Linked DNA regions of Mus musculus: region 2 is linked to region 1. A link is a contact called in public HiChIP or PLAC-seq data. All regions are on one chromosome and are shown on one strand. Each heading gives the region's core, a stretch centred on a gene start, on an enhancer-like site or on the middle of the called end of the contact. The rest is flanking DNA. Distances are from core to core; before and after follow the strand shown. Region 1 overlaps Srp68 (signal recognition particle 68). Region 2 overlaps Ube2o (ubiquitin-conjugating enzyme E2O).

Region 1 (5,129 bases), core at 2,525-5,024:
GGAACTCAGGTTGTCAGGCTGCCATTGTTGGGGGTTAAGCTCTTTACCCCTGAGACATCTTGTCATTGTCAGCCCTACTTAATTAACTTTTTTTTTGGGGGGGGTGGCTGTTCGAGACAGGGTTTCTCTGTGTAGCCCTGGCTGACCTGGAACTCACTATGTAGACCGGCTGGCATCGAACTCAGAAATCTGCCTGCCTCTGCCTCCCAAGTGCTGGGATTAAAGGTGTATGCCATCACTGCCTGGCCCCTTAATTAACTTTTTACTTGTGAAATCATATAGGTGCTCCTTCCTGGAGCCTGTAGTGATCATGTCACCGAACTCTCATCGTGTGGTCCTAGCTAGCTTCTACGTAGACCAGCTGGCCTCTAACCCTGGGATTAAAGGGGAGTGCGGGAGACTCAGCACTTCCCTCTCCCTTACTGAGCATGATTTACGTGCGGGGAGTTGGTCCAGGTTCTGTGTGAGGGTGAGTCTAGAGTGTAGCCAGCAGCCTGTGCCCATGGACCCGAGGCTGTCTGCTGTATGTAGCTGTTCCTCATCAGCAGGTTGGGTGTTAGCAAGCTCACGCAGTAGAGACTGCACAGGTGGAAACTCCATTCGGGGACACCGAACAGGGGACGGATGGTTTCTGTTGGTCTTCATTCAGGGCCTCAGGTCACCTCTATGCCTTCGAGATGCAGGCTGCTTAGTCTCAGTGTCCGACATCTCAGTTGATAGGGTCCCCTCCACCGTCTGGGAAATAGGATGCCATTTTGGTAGCCCTCGCTGATTTCTTCCCGCTAGTGATCTTCGTGGCATAGAAATACTTAAACAGCAGCTGGAAAGTGGAAGGGAGAAGTAACTGGAGAGATAAAACATGCCATCCTTCATTCCTGCTGTCTAATGTGCTCTGTGTGTGTTTGTGTGCGTGCGCACGCGCTCATTTGTTTTGTTTCTTGAAACAGGGTATCTCATGTAGCCCTGGCTGCCCTTTTTTACTTTATTGGATATTTTCTTTATTTACATTTTAAATGTTATCCACTTTTCTGGTTTCCCCTCCTAAAACCCTCTCCCTCCTCCCCCTGCTCACCAACCCACCCACTCCTGCTTTCTGGCCTTGGCCTTCCCCTACACTGGGGCATCGAGCCTTTTCAGGACCAAGGGCCTCTCCTCCCGTTGATGTCCGACTAGGCCGTCCTCTGCTGCATATGCAGCTGGAGCTCCATGTGTGCTCGGTGGTTGGTGGTTTAGTCCCTGGGAGCTCTGGGGGTACTGGTTGGTTCATATTGATGTTCCTCCCATGGGGCTGCCATTTTGTATTCTTAATCCTTATTCAGTCTTTGGTGGTCACCAGCAGTGGTGCTGTGAGGTTGTTTGGGGGCAGCTCGTTTTGAGAGATTTTAAAACATTTGTGTGCTTGGTCATTTATGCCCCATTCAGTTCTGGGTGTTGGGGGGAATCCAACAAACCTGTTTTCATTGTGTTTGTTATATTTATTTATTATTACATTTTAAATGTATTTTGTGGGGATAGGAGAGATGTGTGTCCCACAGCACACAGCTGGTGTCAGAGGACAACCTGAGAAAAAAGTCAGTTCCCTTCTTCTATCATGCAAGTCCCAATGATTGGCCTTCCCCTTCACCAGGTAACCTGACCCAGCTTTTTGGAGTCTGAGTAAAATGGACAGCACTTACCTTCCTACCCTTACCCCCATTTTTTAAATAAAATTTTCAATTCTTTTTATTAAAGATTTGTTTATTCATGTATGTGAGTACACTGTAGCTGTCTTCAGACATAACAGAAGAGGGCATTGGATCCCATTACAGATGGTTGTGTAATGGTGATTGCTCAGGCCCTCTGGAAGAGCAGTCAGTGCTCTTAACCACTGAACCATCTCTCCAGCCCGCTCCCCCCCACCCTTTTTTTTAAAGGAAAGAAACAACAACAACCAAACCCCCTTTCTTTATTTCCTTATCTTTTTTTCTTCTGAGCCTCTCTCTCAGGTTGGGTGAGACTTGGTTCCTATCCCCATGATTCTCCTGTGGGTGTGGTGGAGAGAGAATGTGGCCAGGCTTGCCTGTGTGTCTCTTAGTCACACACCACCATCTCCCCAAGATTCCTGTCAGCCAGTGAAAACAACCCAGCAGTGTCTATAATAGGGGGAGACACTGTGGTGCCGTGTCCCTGCACTGGCTGGCCCAGAGGAGTTCCGTTGATTGATTGAGATGAGCAGGCAGGTCATCATTTCCAAGCTCTAGACACTGCCATTGGCACACCGGGAACAGGGTCCAGTGGGCCACATGTTTCTATGCAGGGAGTGTGCCATTGAGTACTGGCTCGGTAGCAGATGTGGCAGGCTGGGATGTGGAGTGCAGTCCTGCCCCTGCATGTTGAAAGGCGTGTCTCCCTGTGGGAGTCACCTTGGCATCAAGTATAGGTTCTAGAGTAAATGAGAGCCGTAAATATATGAAGACTTCCTGTTTGGAGACATTTTGCCCTAGGCAGGAAGATCCGTGGCAAGTTCTCAGATACTGGTGGTCTCTGAGTCACTCAGCATTGTGGGTGGCACGTGGAAAACATCCCACTAAGTCCTTCCCGTCAGACATAACCTTTTCCTTGGTTGTTGTGGAATATCTTCATAAATCCTTACTGAGACATAGAATGTGGGGGAGCATCGGAAGTTTGTCTTCAGCGCTCTGGTGCCGAGGCGACCGCAGAGGCAGTGACGAGGCTTAGCGTTCTGGCATCCTTTGATTTTTTTTTTTTTTTTTTTTTTTTAATAGTAGAGAATAGAGTTTATTCAGGGCACTGTGAGGGGAGTTGAGGGGGTAGTAGAGACAGAAAGGCAGAGAGAGAGTAGAGGAGTAGAGGCCAGCTGTGAGCAGTGGAGGGGGATGGAGGAGGAGAGGAATGGAGGGGGGAGCAGGAGGAAGAAAACAGAGAGCAAGAAGCCAAGAGTGCATCCTCTGATTTTAAATGTGAACTTTTCCTACCGATAGGAGGGAAGACAGATCCTCATTTACTGCCCACGGCCAGACAGCTCAGCCCCGCCCACCTGAAGCAGTGCTGCTGCGGATTTGTGGGTTCTAGGGCTGACCCTTTCTGCGGTGGCTCCACAGGGGTTTACCTGTCTTACTCGGTTTTCACAGTTCCACTGGAACCTCAGAGTCTGATTCGGTGAGGAAAGGGAGTCTTCTCTGGAGTCACAGCAGACAGGACAGCACCTTGCTGTGTTTGTTCTATGTAATGTACCATGGTCCCAGCAGTCCACACTGATGCCCGCTGCATGGCCGACCTCGGCTAGAGCAGCTGTCCATCCTGACGTCTGTTGGACAGCAGGCACTGCTCTGGTGGGAAGTGAGCTAGCTGATGGGGTGGTGTTTGCCTTCAGGGTACCGGAGGCCATGGTCCTGATTTGTTTCCCAAGTTAGTAAGGGACAGGAAAGTCAGGTGGCCCGTAAGTGGCAGCGTCTGTGTGGTATGTATGGGGCAATTTACAGTTATTTCCTTACACTAGAATGTAGGGAAAACACAAGAGATCTTCAGAAATTTTTATCTGGGCTCCTTCTCCTCTCACAGGAGTGGAGGGTGTTCTGGGCGGGCTTCTGTGGTCCTGAGAGGCCAGTTGAAGGCTGGTGTTTTTCAGGCTGCCTGTTAGTTCTGTGGAAAGTCAAACATGACCGTGGAATGCTAACGCTTTCACTTCAGTGGGTCTGCTCGCCGGTGGCACAGGGCCATCTGCTTCCTGCCTTTTGTGGCTTCCCTGCTCAGTCAGGTTCTTTCGGTTGGAAACATGGTGTGGCAGGCATTCAGTTAATGAGTCACTTTGTGGTTTATCGAGCAGTGTAGTGAGGGTGACACCTAGTACTGGGCGAATACTGTCGCCTCTTTCTTGTCAACCATTTCTGCCCAGAAGTTGTTCTCAAAGAGTTGGCCATGTACAACAATGGACCCAGAATGTCTAGAGAAGACAATTTAGTCTTATATTTAGGAGAAATATCTTCTTGGTTGGATATTGATTAGAAATTTCTGTCTTTTGCTCGAATCTGAAAGAAACCAGAAACTGCAGGTTGGCTCAGATTGTAAAGGTTTGCATACGGCACCTCTGAGCCATGCGATGCCGTGCCTCCTCCAATCTGCTCAAAACAGTCTCTTGCTCCATTTTGCCACTGTGTAGGCTGAAAGTGAAGAAACGAAGGAGCGTCTGTTCGAGTCCATGCTGAGTGAGTGCCGAGACGCCCTCCAAGCCGTGAGGGAAGAGCTCAAGCCCGATCAGGTCAGCCCATCTCCTGTCCTCCCCCAGTCTGAGCTGTCCTCGGGGTGCTCCCAGGGGTCATCACTGGGCCTTGGGCCATTTGTAGATGTGATCAGCTTGTAAGCAGTAGAGGCCTCTGGGCTCCGGTTCACACTTCATACTTCATTCTCTGGCCATTCTTGAGTCATCCAGTGGTCTCAGCCCCTTGTCTCCAGGGGCACCGCCTTTCCTAATGGTGCCTTACTGAGGTCCTTCCCACTTTATACCACACCCTAGAGTCTCCCTCCCTCGTGTGTGTCCCCTACAGATGATCCCACTACCTCAGCCTGTGGAGGGCTGGGATTTTTTTTTTTAAAGATTTATTTATTTATTATATGTAAGTACACTGTAGCTGTCTTCAGACACACCAGAAGAGGATGTCAGATCTCATTACAGATGGCTGTGAGCCACCATGTGGTTGCTGGGATTTGAACTCGGGACCTTCGGAAGAGCAGTCAGTGCTCTTACCCGCTGAGCCATCTCTCCAGCTCCTGAGAGCTGGGTTTACAGAAGCTGAAGCCATGACTAGTTTCTACCTGTTCTTAAGTAGCATTTTAACGTAGACTGAGATGGCTCTAAAGGTGAGGTGGTGCACACCTGTAGTTGTAACATTCTGTAGACAGAGGCAGGAGGACTGCAGTTTAGTAATTGAAAAACACTTAAATATTCCCACCCAGAGTCTCTTCTACCACATGCAGTAACATCTCCATGGATGCTGGAGGTCAAGGATGTGGGTGGCTTAGGGTACTGGTCACACCAGGCATACAGGGATGGTAGAATTTGGGTCTACAGCAGGGAGGCTATGGTCTCAGAGCCGACAGTGGAGCTGTGGTCTCGCTGCTTTTTTTGTTTT
Region 2 (4,792 bases), core at 744-3,243, 320 kb before region 1:
CTTTTCCAGCAGTGCTCATGAGATCTCATGACTTTGTAAGTAATTTAGTAGTCGCTAGTTAATGTAGCATCTCCAGGAGCAGGCAGAACAGATGGCTACACAGATAGGTACTCAGCTGGCCCTGTGGCTCCCCGGGTCTGGAGATGGTCATTACTGGCAGTGGCGGCAGCCACGGTTATTTTTGAGCTAATAGTCTCACTGTAGTACTGGCTACCCTGAAACTCAGATCTGTGTAAGCATGCAGACCAGACTGGCCTCTGCCTCCCCAAAAGCTATGATTAAAGGTGCGCTTCACCACGTGGCTGGAAGACTTCTTTTGAAGTTCCCAGAGAGAGGTAATAGATGAATCCTAAGGGTCGGAATGATGCATTGTCCTAGGATCACAGCTCAAACCCATCACGGTTGTTGTGCCCCAGGCACTTAGTGCTGTACTCTGTGCTCATGGCAACTGTCTGATCAAGATGCGGTTACTGACCTTGGCGTTCAAAAACACTATTTCTGGGGAACCTTTGATTGCCTAGAATGTTGAGTGAATAGAGCACTAGCCTGCCTCAGTCCAGCACCGACCTACCAAGGGCCGCCTTCCACTGCTAGAAGCAAGAGGGCTTCTGTATCCCTGAAAACTGTCAATAGTGGGACTCCAGCCTGACCTGCTGTCCCCTGCTGCTGGGAATGCTGACTCATGAATCAGGGCCAAGAGCGATTCCTTGGGAAGCCTGAGCTCTGCCTCAGTCCCTTCCTCCCTCTGGCCTGTGGTCTGTTTTCTGCTTCAGGACATGCAAGGTGTTTCGTGCCTTCCCTGCTTCATTGATGGCCTTGCTTTTTCCTTTCTCATTTTTGTTTGATCAAGAACTTTCTCTTTTATTATTTTACACAACATTGGGCCTCATGGAATTCCCTGGAACCTATTTGGGGCCCACGTTTTTTAAAAAGAAGTACAAGTATCATGTGTAATGTGAATGACTGTGGACACGTGACAGTGTCAGCTGCCTCTGTGATCCCCTCAGAGTGGGAGTCAGGACAGTTGTGGGTTTCTCCCAGAACAACATGATCTAAACTCCTGTTAGGTCCGTGGGAACTTTGAGACCCTGGTCTGTGACTAGCCTCTTTCTTGGGACTGCTAATCAGGCCTGACAGTCTAAAGTGAGGAAATGGCCCTTGGGAAGGTGTAAGAGCATCCAGCTCAGGCGCTGTCACTGTCCTTTCTCAGTAGGAGTTTGGTAGTTTTGATTAGCTCCTTCCTCAGACTTTGTCTAATGGCCTGGGGTAGGGGGGTCAGGAAGGGAAGGGGGCAGTGGTGGAGATGTACGTCAGTGCTGCAGCAGCCCCAGTGCTGCAGCAGCCCCGGAACATTCTTTTGCTGAGCAGTAGTGCCCTTTAGAACCCCTCCGGACCTGACATCTCAGCCTGCCCCGGGGTCTGTTAGGAACCACCCGATGTGTGGTTGGCTATATGGGGAAGAGCCAAGTGCTTACTGGAATTTTTTTGTAGATCAGAGTAAAATTGAATCACATTAATGGCTGTCTGAATTTATCTGTTCCAAGGTTATTTGTCCTTCAACTCAGGGTGACCGTGTTGAATGAAGCCTTGGTCACGTGTGTCCAGGTTGTCAGAGTCCTCCACATAACCGGTGGCGTTCTTCCAGGGGAGGATAAGTCAAAGCAAGATTTCATGATTTAATTGACCTTTGGTCTTCCGTCTGGCCCCTCACAGTGGGGAGGGGCTCCGCCCCTCCCTTCCAAGGACCCCGTGGGCAGTAACTGTGAGATGGCTCCCCTTAGGGGTTAGATCTCGCTGGTTGTGTATGTGACTGGGCAGTCAGTTTGCTTGCCTGTTTTGAAAGACTGCAGCAGCAGCATTTGCTGTTCTACAGCTGGGCCACGGGACTGAGACACTTGCTTTGTCATTTTTGGCTCAAGCTGATAGCAGCCACATCTGGGGGACAGTCTGACTATGGCAATTTAAAGGTTTTTTTAAAAAAAATAAGATGCTGAGTCATCTGAGAGGCTGGGGAGAGCCAGTCAGCCCTACCCAACCAGAAAGCTGAAGATGGGCTAGCACGGACAGATTTCCTGCAGGCTCCTTCAGAGAAAGCCTCCTTCGTTTGCATACTGCAGCTAGAGCCTGGGTTCTGGCAGTCCTTCTGCCTGGCTCATCTCTGAGCCGCTTGTGAGAGCCTCGACTGGGATGTATGTGCAGGGTTTCTGAAGCAGCCTGGATGGCCTTCTCACCCAGTGCGTTTGCTGGCCCCTGAAGGGAAGTTCTACAGGAACACAACTGTCTGTCTCCTAGAACATCAGGCTTGGCGTATGCGGTGCTAGAGGCGTCCTGGATTTGTCTGCTTCTGCTTCATGTCTTAAGGGGCATAGAGGGCCCTGAAGGTTGATGACATCATCTTCTGGCCAGGGAGGAGAGCTTCTCCTGGCCTCGGGGACATCCCAGTCCTGGGCTGGTGGAATTGGTTGTCTGCCTCCCATTTCCTCATGACCCCTCACCTTTGGCCTTCCATCTGGCCTGTCACACTGCATATGATGGCTCCCCGGAGGTTGTAAGTGACTAGGAAATTTCTGGTCACCATATTTGCTGACTGTCTTAGTCACTGGACCTTTGATGCTATTTAATGCAGACAACTCAGCTCTCTTATTTTTGACATTTATTTTGTGTTTATATGTTTGTGGGCACATGTGTGCCATGAAAAGCATTTGAAGGTCAGAGAACACCTTGTGAGTTCTCTTCTACCTTACATGTTAGAAATCGGACTCTAAGGTTGTCAGACTCGGCAGCAAGCCCCTTTACACCTTGAGCCATCTCCGCAGCCTGAGCACCCACGCCCTAAGGCTTTATCTTAAAGGAATTGGGTTCTTCCCTTTATATCTGACTTACCTTTTTTTTTCTTTTTTTCTTCTCATTTTCTTCCCTAGAAGCCTTGCTCAGCCTCTCCTTCCCTCCCCTCGGCTCCCGTTTCCTCTTTTCTCTCCCTCCCTGGGTTCTGAGCACGTGTGGTACCTGCACCTGGATGAGTGCCTGCCACGGCTGCATCACTGTCCTCGTTGCCTGGTGTACATTCTACCAAGCCATCTAGCACCTCAGACTTCGTGGTGTAGCCTTGTGCTATGACTGCCCTCCCCTCCCCAGGTCTGTGGGATTCAAAACACGCCCCCGACTTTTTAATAGGAAAACATTGCAGACGTCCAGAAAAGCTGAAGAAGTAGACCACTGATAACTAATTGCCAGCCACCGTGAGTCAGCAACCTTTGTCACTCTGCCATCTGGCTTCGTCTGTGTATGTGAAAGTGAGTCCTTGGAAGCCACTTGTGAGTTAGGTGCAGACACGATGGCAGTGCACCCTGAGTGCTAAAGCTCGCAGCTTCTGACAGTCAGAATGCTGCCACTGCTAGGAGGTCCTCTTGGACTTTGACCTCTTTGCCATCAGTGTCTGGTTGAGCCACCTGCTCCCTGGGCTTGCCTTTGCTTTTCTCCCATGGTTATTTACGTGGGACTGAGCCATGGCCTCATACATGGTAGGTGGATGACCTCACACACCTCGTCCTTACTTTGGGTTCTGAGACAGGGTCTTACCCCAGGCTGGCCTTGAGCTCACTAGAGTATCGCCTGCTCACTCCATTTCTGGAGTAGTTGGCACTACAGACCTGCAGCACCAGGCCTGGCTGCTCTGCTCAGTTCTTCCCTACAGCCTTGGCTTGTTCTTTTCCTGGTCTAGAGTGACATGTCCTAGGGATCCTGTCTTCAGGTCCATCCCAGTTGTCTTGCTACTGATGACTTACACCCTCAGACCAGCCTTTCCCAGTTGTCTGCATCCAGTTTGACAGCTTCCCCCAGTTGACAAGTGCCTCCCTCCAATGTCCTGTGGCTCACTGGCATTCCTTCTTGTGCAACAAGGGTAGCAAAAGAGCTGTGTGTGCAGATTCCTGGGAAACATGATGACCGACCTGCGCTTATTCCTTCAACTCATTCATGAAGGAGTCTTCAGTGTTCATCATCTTTCTTTCTTTTTGTGTGCTGCGAATCCACCCAGGGCCTTCCACAAACTGAATAAACACTGTGCTACTGAGCTGTCTCTGCAGATGCCCTCCATCTGCAGATGTTTCATGGTGCTGGAGCTGTGGGCCCCTTCCTTACCTGCCCCTCATGTCAGCCCTTCTCCATTCTTGGTTGACAGATTGACCATGCCCAAACCGGGTTCCTTTGAAAGCACTATGAAGAATTACTCCAGGAGCAGCCCACACGCATATCCTAATACTAGGAGCAGATTAGTCATGAGACACCATATTGCAGTTTACTATTCTGGCAGCTTCCAGCACGGGCTTTCAGGCACAGTACGATGGAAGGAGCTAGGACAGAGCTAGCTTCAGAGCACACGTTCTTGCCTGCAAGGCTTCTCAGGAGAGACTGTGTGAGAACTGAGGATGCCACATCCAGGGAAAAGTCACCTGTCGGTCTGAGTTACCTTCTGTGCCTCTCAGCGTGGAACACATCTGGGGGTATTGTCCCTGTAGGAGCTTTAAGTTCTAAAAGCTCTTGGCAGAGTCACAACTTGTGTTTCCTCCTTGGTGATCAGTGTGGCTCATTTGTTGAAAGCTCTGGTTATATGTGCTGCCTGCATAGATGCTCTTGGCGTAGCCTGCAGTTGCAGTGATTATAGCAGACTTGCAACTTGGGAGAAATTTAAAACCATATTAAAAATGGATATAACGACCACAGTTATCAGGGTGTCAGTGGTGGAGGAAGGGAGGGAGGCATGAATGAACACAGCCTGGGCTGGTCTAGGCAG

The links. HiChIP or PLAC-seq counts read pairs in DNA pulled down with a chosen protein or histone mark.
Region 2: a contact with region 1 is called in a FOXA1 HiChIP or PLAC-seq map of pancreatic cancer cells. The contact joins two enhancer-like sites. A contact is called at or near these places in 1 of 115 datasets of contacts at active chromatin or transcription factors (pancreatic cancer cells) and 2 of 9 other capture datasets (adipose tissue and embryonic stem cells).

Annotation. Positions count from the first base shown.
Region 1 is chr11:116,253,431-116,258,559 of GRCm38.p6, reverse strand. It overlaps Srp68 (signal recognition particle 68), which reads left to right. Exons shown (of 16, transcript NM_146032.3): 9 at 4,160-4,258. Among named protein-coding and RNA genes, the nearest start is that of Evpl, 18 kb to the right of the region's middle. Within about 2 kb of position 3,774, at least 134 of the 459 cell types and tissues checked have an H3K27ac peak or open chromatin away from gene starts, as enhancers often do. A contact at or near this core is called in pancreatic cancer cells, where this site is marked.
Region 2 is chr11:116,570,527-116,575,318 of GRCm38.p6, reverse strand. All of the region lies in intron 1 of Ube2o (ubiquitin-conjugating enzyme E2O), which reads left to right. Among named protein-coding and RNA genes, the nearest start is that of Ube2o, 8.5 kb to the left of the region's middle. Within about 2 kb of position 1,993, at least 93 of the 459 cell types and tissues checked have an H3K27ac peak or open chromatin away from gene starts, as enhancers often do. A contact at or near this core is called in pancreatic cancer cells, where this site is marked.